Linked DNA regions of Gossypium raimondii: region 1 is linked to region 2. The links are chromatin contacts, called in public Hi-C maps. All regions are on one chromosome and are shown on one strand. Each heading gives the region's core, a stretch centred on a gene start, on an enhancer-like site or on the middle of the called end of the contact. The rest is flanking DNA. Distances are from core to core; before and after follow the strand shown. Region 1 holds the start of LOC105772915 (DNA repair protein recA homolog 3, mitochondrial). Region 2 holds the start of LOC105773815 (zinc finger CCCH domain-containing protein 64).

Region 1 (3,763 bases), core at 624-3,123, 160 kb before region 2:
TAAGGTTTGCATTTTCAATTTTGCTTTAGTTATTGGCTAATCAGTTACTGTCGCCATTCAGCTGACTTATTACCTTATTTTTGTAGCGATATGATATTGTGAATGGCCTTGCTGATGCTGAAGGAACAGCAAATGAAGCTGCCAAGGACCAAGGAGAGGAAAAGGATGCTGAAGGTATGATCTTATTGAGTCATTTCTTTTCCCATATGCACCTTTCTTTCTGTGGACGATGTTTATAAAATTATGCTTTATGCAGAGAAAGGGGTGCCTGATTTTTGGCTTACTGCAATGAAAAATAATGAAGTGCTCTCTGATGAGGTGAGTATCCAATTACTATTATTTTTATAACTCTTTTTGTTTTTTTGGTTGGAAATGGTTAAGCTTATCTCTACATCCTTTGTGTTTGGAACCAGATCACTGAGCGTGATGAAGGAGCTCTCAAGTATCTCAAGGATATTAAGTGGTACAGGGTAGAGGAACCCAAAGGATTCAAGCTTGAGTTTTACTTTGACACCAATCCTTATTTCAAGAATACTGTGCTGACAAAGACATATCTCATGATTGATGAAGATGAACCTATTCTTGAGAAAGCAATTGGGTAAATACTATTACCTATCCTTTTAGAGAATTCCCTATTGGATTGTTAAATATGTCCAGATTACTGGAGGTTCTTACTTCTTTTAACTAAAACTTCTTTGCACCTAATTTGTAGGACTGAAATTGAATGGTATCCTGGAAAATGCTTAACGCAAAAGCTTCTTAAAAAGAAGCCTAAGAAGGGTTCAAAGAATGCCAAGCCAATCACTAAAACAGAGGAGTGTGAAAGTTTCTTCAACTTCTTCAATCCTCCTCAAGTTCCTGAGGATGATGAAGACATTGATGAAGATACTGTAAGCCCAACCTCACCAGATCTATATAAACATGGATGATTGATTACATTTCTTCTGCTATTCCAATTGTTTTTACTTTCTTGCACAGGCTGAGGAGCTACAAAATCAAATGGAACAAGATTATGACATCGGGTGTGTTCTCTTTTCTTCTTACTCTAGTCATTGAGTGAGACGTCATTAATCATTGTTACATGTATTTGAAATACCTACTTATTTTATGCTATCTGTTTCTTTTTGCAGATCAACAATTCGAGACAAGATTATTCCACATGCTGTGTCATGGTTTACAGGAGAAGCTATCCAGGGAGATGAGCTTGATATAGATGACGATGAAGAAGATGACGATGATGATGATGAGGAGGAGGAAGAGGATGATGAGGAAGAGGATGAGGATGAGGATGCTGACGATGAGGATGCTGACGAAGGAAGTAAGACCAAAAAGAAGGTATGAGATGCTAATTTTAGGGTGTGTTATAATGTGTGCTCAATTGTTTGTTCAAAATCTGAAGTGATGCTAATATTTCTTTTGTTTCTTGCATATTGCTTGAAAATGTGCTGCAGTCTGCTCATAAGGTACACCAATTCCATATCATTTAGGTCTCTCTTTTGGCCCTTCTATTGAAAATTTATTCTTAATTATGTTCGTTGTGTATCGCAGAAGAGTGGTAAAGCAGTAGGGGATGGGCAGCAAGGTGAGAGGCCTCCGGAATGCAAGCAGCAGTAGAAATTAATTGCTGCCGTTGAGTGTGGTTTATAAGATTTTGATTGGAAGAAGCGGGAGAAAGGGAGGGTTTGCAGTTTTGGTGGTTATTTATTTCTACAGTTTTATGTTATTGCTATGAGTATGATTGGTTTCTACAGTCGTTTTATCCTTTTTGGTCTGTTGGTTTGGTAGGATGGTCTGGTAATGGTACTCTAAGATGTTTTGGGATTTTGTTTTAATGTTTAATGTTTCCAGAAACTCTTTAAGTTCTTGTGATAGCTTGTTATCAATTATTTAATGGCCAGTCTGATTAAAGTTATTTTTTATATACCTTTTATATACCAAGTTCTGTTGCGCATGGCTTGTGGTTGGACGGCAGCAATTATGGTCGCATGGTATTTCCATGGATCTTCAATTTTATTTCTAATGTTCTTGCAACTTCAAAAAATTATGGCTGCAAAAATAATACAAAATAAAACATCTGTCGCAGCCCTTTCTACGATTACTGTAGATTTTGTTTGAAAAAATTAGATTTATTTCACTGTTTTAAGTATTATGCCTTTGTTCATATTTATATGTCATTATTTTTGTTATTTTTAAAAAAATCCAGCTCAACTTCATAGAAAAAAATCTCATTAATTAACCGTTTTTTAACGATATTAATGATAAAATGATTAAAATATATCAAACGGAATATAATACAACAAAATATAATATAATATAATAGGAACACCAAATTTGATTAAAATTCCCTGGAGGCCCAGCAGGCTCCCACCCCCCCGCCCGTGGTGGGTACCTAACCACTGTAGTGCAAATCTCAAAAAGGAGGGAAACTCAAACCCTAACATCTCAGATCCACAGCAGCAGAGCTCAGTGTCTGTCTGTTTGTCTTTCCATTTCTTTCCTCCCTTTTTAATCCATGGTATTAAGTAACATCTAATCACAACTAGTTTGTTCTTCTTTTCCCACATCTTATACTTCTAAACCAAGCTCCTTTCCCTTGCATGCTATGGCCACCTTTCTTCGAAATGTTTCATCTCTTAAACGTTCTCTCTTCGCTCCACAGGTTTTAAAAACCTTACCCTTTTCTTTATTTTCTTCCATAACTTCATATCCTTTGTTTTTCTCATGTTTAATCTGATTGTCTTGCACTATGTTCATTTTTTTATATAAAAAAATGGTAGTTTAGGAACAGTAGAAAAAAAAAAATATATGAAGCCGTGAATCAACTGTTCTCTTTTTTCCTTTTTGCAGGTTTGTAGGGGAGGGGTGTTAAGGTCATCTTCTCAGCTGTGTAACTTTTCTTCTAAAGGTAACTGAAATTCCATTGAAAAGCTTCAATTTGAATGTCGGTACTCAAATATTGTTATTTGGGTATCTGGTATTCTATTTCTATGTTTTAAATCACGTTTTGGTTTTTGAGTAGAATTTTAATTCAGGTAATCATCTGAATGTGATTGTAGAAGAGTGCTTTGTCATGGGATTTTTATTAGATTAATAAATGTTTGAATTCTATAATGATTTTTAATTGAAACAAGTCAGCTGTACTGTAAAGCGCAGTGCTTAATGTAGTGTCATCTTTTATCCAACAATAAAAATTATAAATTCATGCCATTTAAAAGATGGAGTTCTTTGGCTATTTTTCTTGAACTGGATTCATTGGAGTTAAAAAGTGAAATCTAATACTCTGTTTTTTTTGAGTAAATGAAATCTGATACTTTTTCTTTGTTTGTGTCCTATTGAAGGTAGAAGGAAATCCAAGTCAGATTCAAGTGATTCGTGCGATGAGAATATGCTCAAGAAAGATTTAGCTCTAAAACTTGCCTTGGATCAGATTACGAGTTCTTTTGGAAAAGGATCTATCATGTGGCTTGGTCGTGCTATGTCTCCTCGAAATGTTCCAGTAGTTTCCACTGGTTCTTTTGCTCTGGACATAGCACTTGGAATCGGTGGCCTTCCAAAGGTACTCTGAAATTCTTGTTTCAGTTCTTTTATCCTTTATGCTGCTAGTCTGCTACTAAGTAATTGCTGCTTGTGATGCTTTTTAGTTCCTTATACATCTCTCTTGGAATTTTACAGGGCCGTGTGATAGAGATATTTGGACCAGAGGCTTCTGGGAAAACAACACTTGCTTTACATGTAATTGCTGAAGCACAAAAGCAAGGAGGTC
Region 2 (3,819 bases), core at 106-2,605:
AGTAATGCCAAAGCTTGCAAAGAGCTGGCCAAATGGTGAAATTAGTTAGCTCCCTGATTTGATCTTTTGAATTGAAAATTCTCCAAAACACCTGCTTTCCTTCAACTGTGTCTGCATTCACAGTGCAGTGCGGGAGAATCAGATGAGAAAATATATAGTCATAATGATCACATGATTAATTATTGTTAACCCTACAATTACGCCAAATTACACAGTCCTAACCCTTGCCATACAACAATTACAGTTGATACCATGAAAGTGAACAATACATCAGACACTGTATAATGAAGAAAACCCTCTACATATGATAGCCTTCCACGTCAACATCTAGAATGAAATACTGCAGCCTCGCAATCTGAATGTGAATACTGCTCTGAAAGATTGTTTTAATTCGTGAAGCATTAGGATATATTTGTTTTGAACTTTGGATTACATCCGGTGAGATGGAAGTAGAAAATCACCATCAAATTGAACTGGATTAAATAATTGTATATATAATAAAAACAAAAGATTAAACTCATATTTATATTAAATAATAAATTTAAATTAATGTTAAATCATAGTTAAATAATATTAAGTGTTTAAATAATAGAAACATTACTTTAAAATATATATTCATATTAACTAATAAAATATACATAATCTTTTTATAAAAATAAATCTTATATAATAATATCTATCTTTACTTTCTATAATTATTAAATTTATATTTATATTACATATAATATATTTAAATTTGACAAAGCCAACTTTCAAAACAAAAATTGTATAAATTAGGATGAATAAAAACAAAATTGAACCAAAAACAAATCAAGGGCTACTAGTGTAACTTTTCATCTTTCTGTTAAAATTAATCGTTAGTTTTAGTGAGATGGGCAGCAACGACATTAAAATTATATATTTGGATTTAAATACAACGAAATATTGTAAAATTATAAAATATATATTAATTTTTAATATAATTGTACTTATAACTTATTTTAAATTTTAATAAATTATAAATAATATATTTATTAAACGGGTTTACTTAATTAGCACATGTAAATGAAAATTGATTAAAACATTTTTAAATCAAGACTAAAATTGTGTTGATAATAACGTAATTAGCTTATTATAAAATTATTATTTTAAAATTTATATAAAGTATTTTGCATTCGAAAATACGAAGTTATTGAAGCAGAAAGTAAAATGGAGAAAGAGAGAAAAATGTAAGATTAAAGTGAGGGTGCAGTCCTCTCAGACCATCAATTTTAGTTTAATTATAACAACACTATTAACTCTCGAGTATATTTGAGCCCAGAAAATATGGGCCGCACGGCTGGGACCATTTGAGACTTTCCGCATAAGCCCAAGTTCCCGGGCTTCAATCTTTCATTTCAGAGAACGCGGCTTCCGGCGTTCACCCCACAACGGTCTCTCTCTTCCTCTCTCATGGCTTCGCCCAGAATTCTACTATGCGGGGACGTTTTAGGCCGTCTCAACCAGCTCTTCAAGCGAGTCAACTCTGTAAGTTTCTTTCATTTCATTTATTTTTTAGATTTCTCCATGTTTCTGTTAGGGTTTGCTTTTTTTTTTTTTTGAACTTCGGGGAGCTAAAAAACGATTATATTTTTTCAGGTAAACAAATCAGCGGGTCCTTTCGATGCTCTTTTTTGCGTGGGTCAGTTCTTCCCCGATGAACCAGATCGGCTTGATGAATTAATGGACTACGTTGAAGGCAGGGCCCAAGTTCCTCTCCCGACTTACTTCATTGGCGATTACGGAGTTGGTGCACCCAAGGTTTTGTCGGCTGTTTCGAGGAATTCCGCTAACCAAGGTTTCAAAATGGACGGTTTCAAGGTTTGCGACAATTTGTTTTGGTTAAAAGGCAGCGGGATGTTCACTTTCCATGGTAATTTTTTTTTTTAAACTTCTTTTAAGTAGTCTTTGTTTGGTTACTGAGAAAGTATACGTAATTAGGCTAGAAAGTGCATGTGAAAATTTTCTATCATATCTGATTTTTTGTGCTTATATTTAGGTTTGTCTGTGGCTTACTTATCCGGTAGGCAGTTGTCTAATGGTCAACAGTTTGGAACATATAGTCAAATTGACATTGACACGCTACGAGCATTCGCTGAGGAACCTGGAATAGTTGATTTCTTTTTAAGATATCCTTTGCTTTGATAGGCATCGAGACTTTAATTTTAAATTTGATTCGCTTTTAGGTTGTTTATTTTGAATTCCTTAATTAGTTTTTACTAATGAATGGCCAAGTGGTATCACAAATAGAGCCACTGCATCAGATATCCCTGCAGGAATCTCAGATTCTTCTGGCGGTGATTCCACTGTCTCCCAACTAGTTGCAGAGATCAAACCACGGTACGTGATGTTTGAAGGTTTTGCATTACTTGGTGCATCCAATTCTCAAATATACAGTTTTTATGCTTCTTGTCAGATATATGATGCTGTTTCCATGACCATGAATGTTTATTTTATGGTTCTTGTTCAAATTAGTATTTAATGATGACTCTTATCTCACAACGACTTCAAGTTGAAATGACTAATGACAGAACCCAACTCGATGTTAATAGAAAAATTATCGAGTCAGGTACATTAATCCTTATATTGTTCATGTTCTAAGGCCATACACTTAGTGATATGTTAGAAATGAAAGATACATTTGATACTTTGAACTATATTCTGCTTTTTTGACATCTCTGGCTTGTTGTGTGTCCAAGACTCAGTGTTCTACTATCAAATGAAAGCTTATCTTAGACTTTTAGACATCTTGATATTGTAAAAGGCTCAAGCTTTTAGTGAGATCCATATCTCCTCTCATTTGAAATATCTCTAGTCCAATCTTACCATCCCCTTTCAGAACAACAATTTAATGGTCAGATGCTGTTTGTTGTATGTATTTAACCACCTCAAGTACTGCCTTGTAATGTTAGGAGTTGAATTTCATTTTCATGAAATATCTGAAACTATAGAATATGCAATAATGGTTCAGTCTGAAGTGCAAAGAAATGTTCACTGGAAGGAAAGATTTTAGGGCGAATTTGATAGTCACTAGCATTTTCTATTGGCTGGAAAAATCGAGAGTGATGTGCCAATCCGCTTAGACATCTCAATGTGGCCATTTTCAGAGCAGTTTTTCTCGTGAAAGACTGATACCTTAGAAGCGATAATGACTTTACAACCCTATCGGAATTATGCTTCTTTATTTTATTTACTGTTAGTTAAGTTGTTTCTTTTCTTTCGCTAATGGTTGTTCTCCCTGTTAGCTATCACATTGCAGGTACTAAGGGTGCATATTATGCTCGTGAACCTTATTGTAATGTTGATGCTGTACATGTAACTCGGTTCTTGGGTCTTGCATCTGTTGGGAATAAAGAGAAACAGGTGTGACTTTCTTATATACTGAGTATTTGTTGTATTCAGTGAGGTTTTTACATATAAATTTCTATTAATGAAGCATTAACCTGCATTGTGATGGTACGATATTGATATCTAAATTGAGGAACATTTAAATTGCTACTATGCTTTCACTGGACCTCCAAATAAAAGGTGGTTGTTTCTTGCCTACTTGAATATTTCCTGTGCTCTGCCGTGCTCTTCCCTCCTGTTTAAAGAGTTCAGACATTTCTGCACGCCAGAGGAGAGAGAAGTAGGGAAAGAAGATTCAGCATCGTTTTTTTTTGTCTTGAAGAATTTCTGCATAATCAAACTATTCTTTCTATATTATGATTTGGGTTAATATAATATCTTATCTTGCGAGGATTATCTGAAGTGTTTATTGTTTCAAGCACTACAAACAGCTAGATTTAGCTGTTAAAGGCA

What was found. A called contact is a pair of places that touch in the nucleus more often than the background predicts.
Region 1: a Hi-C map of leaf shows a contact between it and region 2, with 1.8 times the contacts expected there. The contact joins the promoter of LOC105772915 here to the promoter of LOC105773815 in region 2. A contact is called at or near these places in 2 of 2 Hi-C or Micro-C datasets (both in leaf).

The regions. Positions count from the first base shown.
Region 1 is chr6:12,381,347-12,385,109 of ASM2569854v1, reverse strand. It overlaps LOC105772915 (DNA repair protein recA homolog 3, mitochondrial), which reads left to right and starts at 1,873. Exons shown (of 8, transcript XM_052632400.1): 1 at 1,873-1,988; 2 at 2,848-2,905; 3 at 3,339-3,556; 4 at 3,673-3,760. The coding sequence starts at 1,986. LOC105772916 (nucleosome assembly protein 1;2) reads left to right here. Exons shown (of 12, transcript XM_012594414.2): 4 at 1-4; 5 at 87-174; 6 at 257-318; 7 at 414-598; 8 at 713-890; 9 at 979-1,022; 10 at 1,131-1,335; 11 at 1,452-1,463; 12 at 1,549-1,919. The coding sequence ends at 1,614.
Region 2 is chr6:12,219,224-12,223,042 of ASM2569854v1, reverse strand. It overlaps LOC105773815 (zinc finger CCCH domain-containing protein 64), which reads left to right and starts at 1,355. Exons shown (of 11, transcript XR_001127171.2): 1 at 1,355-1,506; 2 at 1,618-1,891; 3 at 2,018-2,147; 4 at 2,239-2,358; 5 at 3,264-3,381.